Linked DNA regions of Zea mays: region 2 is linked to region 1. The links are chromatin contacts, called in public Hi-C maps. All regions are on one chromosome and are shown on one strand. Each heading gives the region's core, a stretch centred on a gene start, on an enhancer-like site or on the middle of the called end of the contact. The rest is flanking DNA. Distances are from core to core; before and after follow the strand shown.

Evidence for each region. A called contact is a pair of places that touch in the nucleus more often than the background predicts.
Region 2: a contact with region 1 is called in a Hi-C map of leaf, with 9 times the contacts expected there. The contact joins the promoter of LOC100193070 here to the promoter of LOC103647852 in region 1. A contact is called at or near these places in 7 of 25 Hi-C or Micro-C datasets (ear, leaf, root tip and 2 more).

What each region holds. Positions count from the first base shown.
Region 1 is chr2:218,065,844-218,070,928 of Zm-B73-REFERENCE-NAM-5.0, forward strand. LOC103647852 reads left to right here and starts at 1,894. Exons shown (of 10, transcript XM_008672355.4): 1 at 1,894-2,499; 2 at 2,598-2,777; 3 at 2,870-2,972; 4 at 3,064-3,094; 5 at 3,564-3,612; 6 at 3,912-4,064. The coding sequence starts at 2,441. It overlaps LOC103649305, which reads right to left and starts at 1,636. Exons shown (of 24, transcript XM_035965510.1): 1 at 874-1,636; 2 at 110-185.
Region 2 is chr2:218,270,177-218,275,140 of Zm-B73-REFERENCE-NAM-5.0, forward strand. LOC100193070 (Aldolase-type TIM barrel family protein-like) reads left to right here and starts at 1,373. Exons shown (of 12, transcript NM_001308364.1): 1 at 1,373-1,575; 2 at 3,871-4,017; 3 at 4,093-4,217; 4 at 4,299-4,345; 5 at 4,458-4,535; 6 at 4,622-4,746. The coding sequence starts at 3,872.

The DNA.
Region 1 (5,085 bases), core at 644-3,143:
CAGTGCCTAACCATATCAGTGCCTGAACAATTCATACCATTAAATCAATACGTTATGAAAGCAAATTACTTGATGCAAAATGTATAGGTCCAACATGGGAGAAATGTACCTGAGAGAATTGACAATGACTGGAATAATGTGAGCTACACAACAGCAGGAGGTATGATATCCCTTATTGCAACAATCTGCACCGAAAAATGAACTCACTTCAGAAACATCATTCTCACATATTATAGCCTTCAACTGAAATAATTGTGTTTTGGCAAAAAATCAGTGCCTAACCATATCAGTGCCTGAACAATTCATACCATTAAATCAATACGCTATGAAATCCACATAAAAATCAGTGCCTAACCATATCAGTGCCTAACCATATTGTAACTAACCAGTTTTCTGTACATATCAGTGCCTAACCATATGTTGTGGCACAGGACATAAAGATCCAATGAGTTCTCTATTTAAACTGAAACTCATGATCTCACCAGTTTGCCGAAAACATGACAAACTACTACCAAACTGAAACTCATGATTTCACAACCTACTACCAAACTACTTGTACTCAGCTAGCAATTGCACACTTAAGCCGAAGCACAAGAACAGCTGCTGGTACTGCAAAGCCTTCAACTGAAATCATTGTGTTTTGGCAAAAAACCAGTGCCTAACCATATCAGTGCCTGAACAATTCATACCATTAAATCAAAACGCTATGAAATCCACATAAAAATCAGTGCCTAACCATATCAGTGCCTAACAATATTGTAACTAACAAGTTTTCTGTACATATCAGTCACTAACCAAATTACTGCCTGCAAAATGAAACTACGAGACAACATGGGAGGAAATTACTGCCTGCAAAATGCTGTTGAAGTATACCTTGGAACGCCGGCGGTGAGCAGAAAATTGCGGGCGGCACACCGGAGGTTGGGAGCGGGGCTCCTTCTTCGTCGCCGGCAGCGGCACAGTGGCGCGACACTTGGAGAGAGCACCGATGACAGTTGTGGACGCGGACTGCGGCTAATTTGGAGAAAGGAAGGGGCAGGTGTGGTGTACGTAAGTAGGGAGAGAGGAGGGGGAGCAATTGGGGGAAGGCAGCCGCGAATCTTTGACTGTAGGGGCGCGGCTGCCATGGATGGAAGGCCCGATTTGCGCAGCTCGATTTGCGCAGCTCGATTTGCGCAAAACTAAGAGGCTCGAGGAGATGGCGGACGATTGCGGCTGGTGGGCGCGGACCTGGCGGGCGCCGGCTGCAGCAGAGAGAGGAGAGCCAAGAGCGGAGAGCGGGGGCGGGGAATGGCGGCAACGGACCACACGCGGACCTTTCCTTGTAGCAGACCACGCGGGGAATGCGATGGCGGCGCGTCGGGGGCGCAGAGAACGGGGCGGGTCCTCCACACGACGCTAATTCCTTTCTTGGAGCAGCCGACAGCCGGGGCGCTTCCATAAGGATCGCGGGGATGGCGACCTTCCATGCGCGACAGCCGGGACGTCGGGGGCGCTGCGGGCGGGGATGGCGCTGCTGGCGGGGTTGGAGAGAGCGGGGGCGTCGGGGGCGCAGAGAGCGGGGTCGGAGACAGCCGGGCGCAGAGAGCGGGGGCGCGAGAGAGAGAGCGGGCGTCTGTAGGCAGACCCGTGCACCAAAGTAGGTGTGTACGTCTACACTATTGTCTTATAGAGTAGTAGAGATTAAGCACGACTAGGTTAGTCTAAGCTATATTTGGAATGGACAGGGGAAGGGTGTATCCCAAATATCCAATAATCATTCGCATGATGAATCTCGTGTTAGATGCCTTGTTTATAAACATGCATTCCAAAAAAGAAAAAAAAAACAAAGACAATAAAGAGGTGCGGATGTCTTACATGAGCAGCTCCTCTTGATCTTGATGCCGTTGCCTTGTTGTATTGTAACCTCAGAGAGAACCAAAAGTAGGAGTAGCTGCTCTTCAGCAACAGCCACTTTCTTTTGTCCGTATTCCAAGTGTCGAGCTTATCTGATAATCACACACGTACTTTAACCAAACCTGCAAAGTGAAGCCAGTAATCCCTCTCATATACCACCAAAAATTTCCCATTGTTTTAGCTTTCTCCATTTCTCTGCAGCAGCCTACCAGAGTAGTGAGGACTGAGGAGCGAGCAGAGTCCACCACCACTACCAAACACGCAGCGCAGTGGTGCTCTCTAGTCCTCTCTTCTTCCACTCCGCTCTTCCCCCGTCGCACGCACGCGTGGTCATCGGATTCGGCCGCGTGCCGGCGAGATCCGGGCCGTCGCAGCACGGTCCGGCAGACGCCGCAATCCGCGATCCTGTCGCCGCGGGAGCTGCATTGGCGCCCCACGCGGCCGTTCCGGCGTTTCTTGGGAGGTTGCGGCGGGGGGAGGAGCTCGTGTCCGGGATCCGCCAGATCCGAGAACGTCGGCGGTAGTAGCAGTGGCGGGGGTCGCCATGGAGGCCCACGCGCCGCTCGACTTCGCGCTCTTCCAGCTCTCCCCTCGGCGTCAGCGGTGAGAAAGCGAGAGGCTAGCAAGCAAAACTCCACCCATTTGATGCGTTCGTGTGGTTCTTGCGCGCTAAATGCGGCCCCTTCGGGGTCTCTGCGCAGGTGCGAGCTGGTGGTGTGCGGCAATGGGCGGACGGAGAAGATCGCGTCAGGGTCGGTGAAGCCGTTCGTGGCGCACCTGCGGGCTGTGGAGGAACAGGCGTCGGCTCAGCCACCGCCGCCGGCCATCCGGCTGCAGCTGGACCGGCCCGCCCCGTGGTTTAGTAAGGGCACCCTTGAGAGGTCTGCTGATTGTGGCTTATCCGTCGGTTCATGGGTTGGCGGTGCCGGAAAGATTGGATTCTGATGGATGTTTTGTTGGCCTGTGCCTCCAGGTTCGTGCGCTTCGTGAGCACGCCAGAGGTGCTGGAGTTGACGAGCACCTATGATTTAGAGATGTCGCAGCTGGAAGGGGCTAGGAAGATATATGCGCAGGGAGTAAGTGCCAAGCAATTGTTTCAGATGCTGGGTGTTTTTCGTCTTCTGTTTCTTCGTGTAGCTATTGCCTAAATTTCTGTACCTTATTCAGGGTACTGGAGACGCTACCTCAGGTGGAACTGGTATGTAGGATGATTATGTTCAGTGTTTGGATTGGCATTCCATCATCAATTGGGGTTTCGATATTGCTAGCTTATTCCATCTATGTTCATACCTGATAACGTTTCTCTGCGCCTTTTTATTTTGGAAATTTTAGTCCATGTTAACTCGAGTGACATTGAAATATCAAATATCTAATTGATGGTAAAAGTCAGAAGCAAAGAAGGAAAATATAGATGGGAACACAACTGGGATAATTGATCCCCATGGAATTTTAGGAGCTCTTGACTATGAAACGATGCATTGGATAGCACCAAATTTGCATTGGAAGCAATCTATGTCTAATTCAGGAAAGACATAAATACTGTAATTAATTGCTAACTGTTTGTGGGGTTAACGAATATTGTTATAATGTTGCATTGCTAGTGTGGTCTTTCATATCTGCTGTGTCTGAATCTAATTTATGTAATATCTGGCCATGCTTATTGGCAGCTGAAAATGTTACAGGCTCAGCAGCGGCGGTGGCAGCAGATATTACAAAGTAAGCCTCTCTGTCATGTCTGTTCTTATTCATTTGTTTCTTCTTTTCCGTATAACTCGATTTATCTGAGTCCAGCATGATCTATCAAATCAGTTTGTTGTTACTCCCTCCGTTTTTTTATTTGTTGCGTTCTAGTTCAAAAATGAACTAGCCGGCGGCAAATATTCCAGAACGGAGGTAGTACATCGTAAGACATGTTGTGTGCCGTTCTTGTTAGGTCTGCTGCCCTTTTATGGCTGTTGCATTCTTTTGTTTTGTAATTTAATAGTTGCCAATTTACTAGTTCAATTCTTGTGCAGGAAAGAACTTCTTAGGGCAATCGATGTGCGTCTAAGCACCCTTAAACAAGATCTGGCTGCAGCTTGTTCTCGAGCATCCTCTGCTGGGTTCAATCCGAACAGTGTATCTGAGCTTCTTCTTTTCGCTAACCATTTTGGTGCCAGTCGGCTGAGGTAATGCTTAAAACCTGCCAATCTCATAATTCTGGTATATGGTTATAGCTTAATACTTTTGCTGATAAGAATTTTTGTACCCGAATGAAATCAATAATCATATACAAAGCCAATCCTGTAATGCAACACAGCACCACATTTTGGTTCCTCTAAGAGTTGATGGAATAGAAGGACAGTCCTAGTGCAATGGCAAGAAGCCTTTCCACTGAGCCAAAAGATCCTGGATTTGGCGCAGCCTCTCTGCAAAATGCAGGGGTAAGGCTTGCCTCAGTTATTCCTTCCCTAGGCCTCATGTGGGAGCTGTCAGCACTAGGTCTGTTCTTTTTTTAAGAGTTGATGGAATGTTAAGAATCTGCAAGTTTCGCATAATTTATATCCTGTAACATAAACAGTAATATTGTGTACAAGTTACTCATTTTCTACGTTATGTGAACTTGTGAACAGGGAAGTCTCATTTAGGATATGTACAACCTCTAGTTGCATAGCAAAGGATAGTTTAGTCCTTGTATTTAGAAATTTGAAAGGCATTACATTGCGTCGTAAATTTTAAATGATTAATTTATAAACAGTATGATATAATTAAGAAAGTAAAAGTCTAGATTTGGGGAGATATAAAGCGTGAACTTAGTATAATTGAATTTTGGGAAGTGGGGAAGTTTGCATGCAGAGGAGGTTCTTTTTTTTATCGAACGCGTTAGAGAACTGCACATCTTTATTTCCATGGCATCGGAGGTGGGAGATGGCAGGGATACGCTTTTCTGGCAGGATAGATGGCTTATGGGGCAGCGGCTTGAGGACTTGGCCCCTCTTGTGGTTGCCATGGTTCCTAAACGTGTTGCTAACAAAAGGGCGGTGGCCGAGGCTTTAGATAATTCCAGTTGGGTTAGAGATTTCTGAGGTGAGGTCTCCTGGGAGTTCATCCTTGAGTTCCTTTCCTTATGTGAAGCCATTTCAAGCTTTGGTACCCAGCCCGAGGTTCCTGATAGACACTTTTGGAGGTTATCCAGTTCTGGGCAGTACT
Region 2 (4,964 bases), core at 123-2,622, 200 kb after region 1:
CGCCTGCCACGCTTAGGTTATCTTAGCGATGAGGAGTCTAGGTCTGAGATATTGGACAACTAAGGCCCGTAGCGTGGCAGTAGTCGGCATATTCTACGGAGTTGACGGATCCAGGGCTGGGAAAACACTCGCATTCTCTCGCCCTTCTCGGACTGACGCCTGGTGCAGGTGCCTCTTGGTTTGAAGCTGATCCGGCTGGGCTTCTTTCTCCGTTTGCGTGCTCTCTCTCTATATCTAGCGGTATACTATCTATATCGCCTCCAGATGCCCAGGTCTTCGTCGTGTCCTTCTCCGGCAACGAACAGATATGCCCGCCTCTTCCCTTTCCCTCCTGCTCTACGAAACCTTGGAAGTGGGGAAAGCGAGGGATGAGGGTCTCTGATTTGCTGCCCATGATACCCGTGCGTTCATAAAAATATTATGCGAAGAGTGGAGACAACCAATAAAAAATCTTGAGATTTTTTGTGGATAATTTATATGGTATTGTTTTGACCCGTCGCAACGCACGGGTAACCGACTAGTTATTCACTATAATTCAGTTCACACATAAGAAAGTTACACCGCGAGCATTGCATAATAGTGCTAGGAATACGGGTCGAGCTTTTTGGACCAGCACGAGCACGACCCAAAAACATGAGCCCAAAACACGGTTCGGTACGAAATAATATGAACCAGGCTAGTACGGTCTGAAGGTGGGCCTAGGTCGGGCCACAAATTCTAACCCGTCGAGCCCCCGACACGACCCACACACATGGACCGAGCTTGGATCAGCATGGCCCAATAAAGCTCATATTGTTTAATTTCTTTAATTTAGTAAAATATATAATTTATATTGTTGTAATATTTATACTTTATATTATATGGTCAAATGATGTTATCATTGTTTAATATCTTTAATTTAGTAAACTATGGACCTTGTTTGGTTGCAATATTTGGATTTTATATGGTTTAAATGTATGGGCTAGGCTTAGCGGGTACGACGTGCTTTAGAATCGGACTAGAGCGTTGTTTCTACCCTGGCTGATACGGTATGAACAAAAGTTTTTTTTTTTGACATTCTTGGCCCGAGGCCGTTTAACCGAAGCACGATAGGCTCGAAACCAGCCCAATTCCCAACACTATCGATGACAATATAGCATATGTTGAGATCATACAATAGTCAAAGTCCAATCCAATTATGCTTACTCTCGCGACTTCGGTGTTCGAGGAAATTCATCTGCCCAACCCCAGCAACATGATTTAGAGTTAAAAAAATCAGAGTACCTGGACACAACAAAACCAGGCTCGGTACCTAAAAAATGAGGACTTTGGATGAACAAGCGGGAGATTTATTATTTTAATGGCATGTTAAGGAAAAGGTAAGAGTGGTAGGTGAAGCATTGCTGTCAATTTGACTCTAGGTGCAAATATCAGGCTGCGGCCGGCACTGGCTTTGTCCTCTACCTTAGTTTCTGACATCATCACATCGCACCGAGGGCGAGGAGGCAAAGGAATAACCTGTGAAGCTGCTGCCATCCACTCATCTTTCTGCCTTGATTGCAGTCATTCCTCCCCCAAGTCCATAGAGTGATAGAGGTATGGAGGCTGCGGCTCACTGTTCATTCTTCATTTCACTCATGCATGAGTTTCCTCTCGGTTTTGGGTTCCAATCATGTAGCAAAAGCCTATTTGCATCTTCTTGATTTCCGCCGAACCCTAGGTAGATGATTATGTTAGATGCTGCTACAAATCTTGAATGCTGCCCAACTGCAAGCAATAAAAGGTATCGCCATACTAGAGGGCCGGTCAATTTTGTACAGTCCGCGCCTATATCCGGCGTTCACCCAGATATGGCAGTTGTCTTGAATTCAGTGGGGCACTCGTTCGGTTGTTTTTCTTCAGAAAAATATCTTTCAGTTGTGTTGACCTTCTAATAAGCGTCACTTCACTTCAGACCTGACTACTTGTTACGACGAGCGCTCAAGTAGGACAATCTCGACTTCCCTGTGCTTTCTAGTGCTGCAGATGCTCATGTATTCTAACTATCTCAGTTTATTTAACCTTTGCAGCAGAAGATAGCAGTATGTTTGGTCCTAACTTAGATATGTATATATATATCTGAAAGCTTAAGTATTTTTTGAAGAGAAGGTGTCTAGAAGCCTCAGTAACAACATGGGTTTCAGCTATAGCAGTCTTCTCGCCTTTAAGACAGAGAAGAGATTAATTCAGAGTTCAGAAAGAATAAGTGCTGTGGGTGCGTCTTATCATTTATGTGGGGTACATCTCTGTTGAAAATTGGAATATTCTCTTACAAAGTCTGTATGATCGTGACATAGGAGTTGTATACATAAATACACCAAAGGGCATCATGCATTTACATGTATTTAGCATGCCAGCGCACTTCTGAAGAATGAAGTGTGATAGCTGAACAGATTCAGTTCTGTTTCAGTCGTGATGAGTAGGACCGAGACTAAATCTGAACAGTGATTTCAGAATCATTTTAGATTTCTCGTTTCACCTTCATTGCTCACTGCTGATTACAGACCAAGAGTAGAAATCCACTTTGCTGCCTTTTATTGTTTGTGCATTGTTGTGTCTGCTCTAGCCAGAGTCGCTACAAAGGTATGATCTGCAGTAGTTAATTTGCAGTACATAACTACTACACCTAAAACTGCAAGTTGGAACCCAATGTCTTCACTGAGAAGTGAAAACATATGTAGTTCAATTAGACAGTATGTCCTTTTCCATCTGATGGTTGAAATTTTCAGTTGCAATACTACAATCTGCTGGCTTCATCGAAACTAATTCACAAATTTTGAGTTCACTTCAATATGTAGATGCTAGTTTTGTCACATGGTATTTATTGCTATATTCCGTGTACATCTGGTAGCTTGGTTTTATCTTGCATTTGCATTTCTAGGAGGGCTCAATTGTTTTGGTTAAATGAACATGTCCTACTCTCTCAGTCCCAAAATATCTGATGTTATAGGATTCAAATTTTGTCCATAAATAGTTATCATTCTTGCTTTCCAATGCATCTTTCTCTTCTTTTGATATACCGTTTTCTTTTACCAACATATCTCTATCTCTATTTCTTTCCATCTCTCTCCTCGGTTTTTGTGAACCACACCTTTTTACTTCGTCTAAATTCTCGTGTTCAAACTTAAAACGATAACTATTTTGGAATGGAGGGAGCAGTGTTTCTTAAGGGATTGTTTGGGAGAAAGGTTATTGGAGGGGATTGAAGGGGTTGAAATCTCCTTGCTATTCAAATTTGAATAGCAAGGGATTTCGCCCCTCCAATACCCTTGCTCCCAAACATGCTCTAAAAGGGTTGTGAGGGGGCATGGTTGGCAAAGACGAGGCAGCAGTAATTTTCTTTAATCTAGGGCTGTGGATGGATACCAAAAATTGTAGTTTGTCCACACATGTTTGGTTATCTTAAATCTTCTTCTGATACCCAGTATGTAGATATTCCTGCTTATCTATTGGGAACTCTTAGAGAAAACATATACTGTACAACTTCAGGTCAATCTACTTTGCTTAACTCTAGCATCTACTAGTTTTGGACTAGTTTGAACAGTTGAGGAACAATGTGAAGTGGTAATTTTCTATTCCAAAATTGAGGAACAATCTAGAGTGGTAATCTTCCATTCCAAATAGAAGGCAAGAAGTAAAATGACTATATTACTCTAGTTGTTATTTTTGAAGCATTTAAGTATCCTAAAGTTTTTTATATGTGTCCAAAACTCCAAATTGAAATGACTTAGTGCCTGCACTGAAAAAGGAACATTTTGTATGCTATTTTTCTAAAATTTTGAACCTAATTTATGACTGTAATAGATATGTTTGCAACATATGAATGACCTTTTTAACAATTTAATGAAGCAGAATGGAGGATAATCTACCAGTTAATGTCCGGGAATATCAAGAACTTGCTAAGAAAGCACTACCAAAGATGCACTATGATTATATCAACGGAGGAGCAGAAGATGAATATACACTGAGGGAGAATATTGCAGCATATGGAAGAATTCTGTACTGTTCGCCTCATCAATACTTTTAAACCTCATTAAGAAGTGGGTCCTTACTTTTTTGTTGTGGATTACACAGGTTACGGCCACGAGTCCTTATAGATGTGAGCAAGATAGACATGTCAACAAGCTTATTAGGATATAATATGCCATCGCCAATAATTGTCGCACCTACAGGGGCACACAAATTAGCCAATCCCGAAGGTACAAAATCAATTCATCCAAGTTTTAAATGATAAAACCTTCTATCTATTTCCACAACCCTTGTTTAAATGTTCATCTCAGGGGAGGTGGCCACAGCAAGAGCTGCCGCAGCATGTAACACCATAATGGTAACTTTCTGATTTTTATGTGTGTGTTGAGGGGGTGTCTTCTGGTGAGTGGTGATGTACTCAACTTTAGGCCCTCTGTAGATTGTTACACGTGTTCATATATGTCATGCAGATGCTTTCCTTCTCATCAAGCTGCAGGATCGAGGAGGTTGCCTCCAGTTGCGACGCTATTCGCTTTTATCAGTTATATGTATGATGCCTTGCCATTGATTTTTTTTAGTAAATTCCACTTTCTGGTGTTACCTGATTTCTGGAAGTTTTCATCGTGTACCTTAGGTGTACAAGAGAAGGGATGTTTCGGCAACATTGGTACGGCGGGCTGAAAGTTTAGGATTCAGGGCAATTGTTTTGACAGTTGACACGCCTGTGCTTGGCAGGCGTGAAGCTGATATCAGAAATAAGTACAGCGCTTGTATCGTTAATGAAATCTCCTAAAATTGAGGGAAATTATGTTCATTTACAAAATTCATAATTCCAGTTTCCTAACCCGTTGCTACTGAAGGTTAAAATTTTAAGCTACTATCTTATACCATATTGTAGATCGTTGATACATTTATGCGGAGCATTGCAGTAGCTTCAACATCAGAATGTTGCAAAAAAACAATCCCATTTTCTTTTA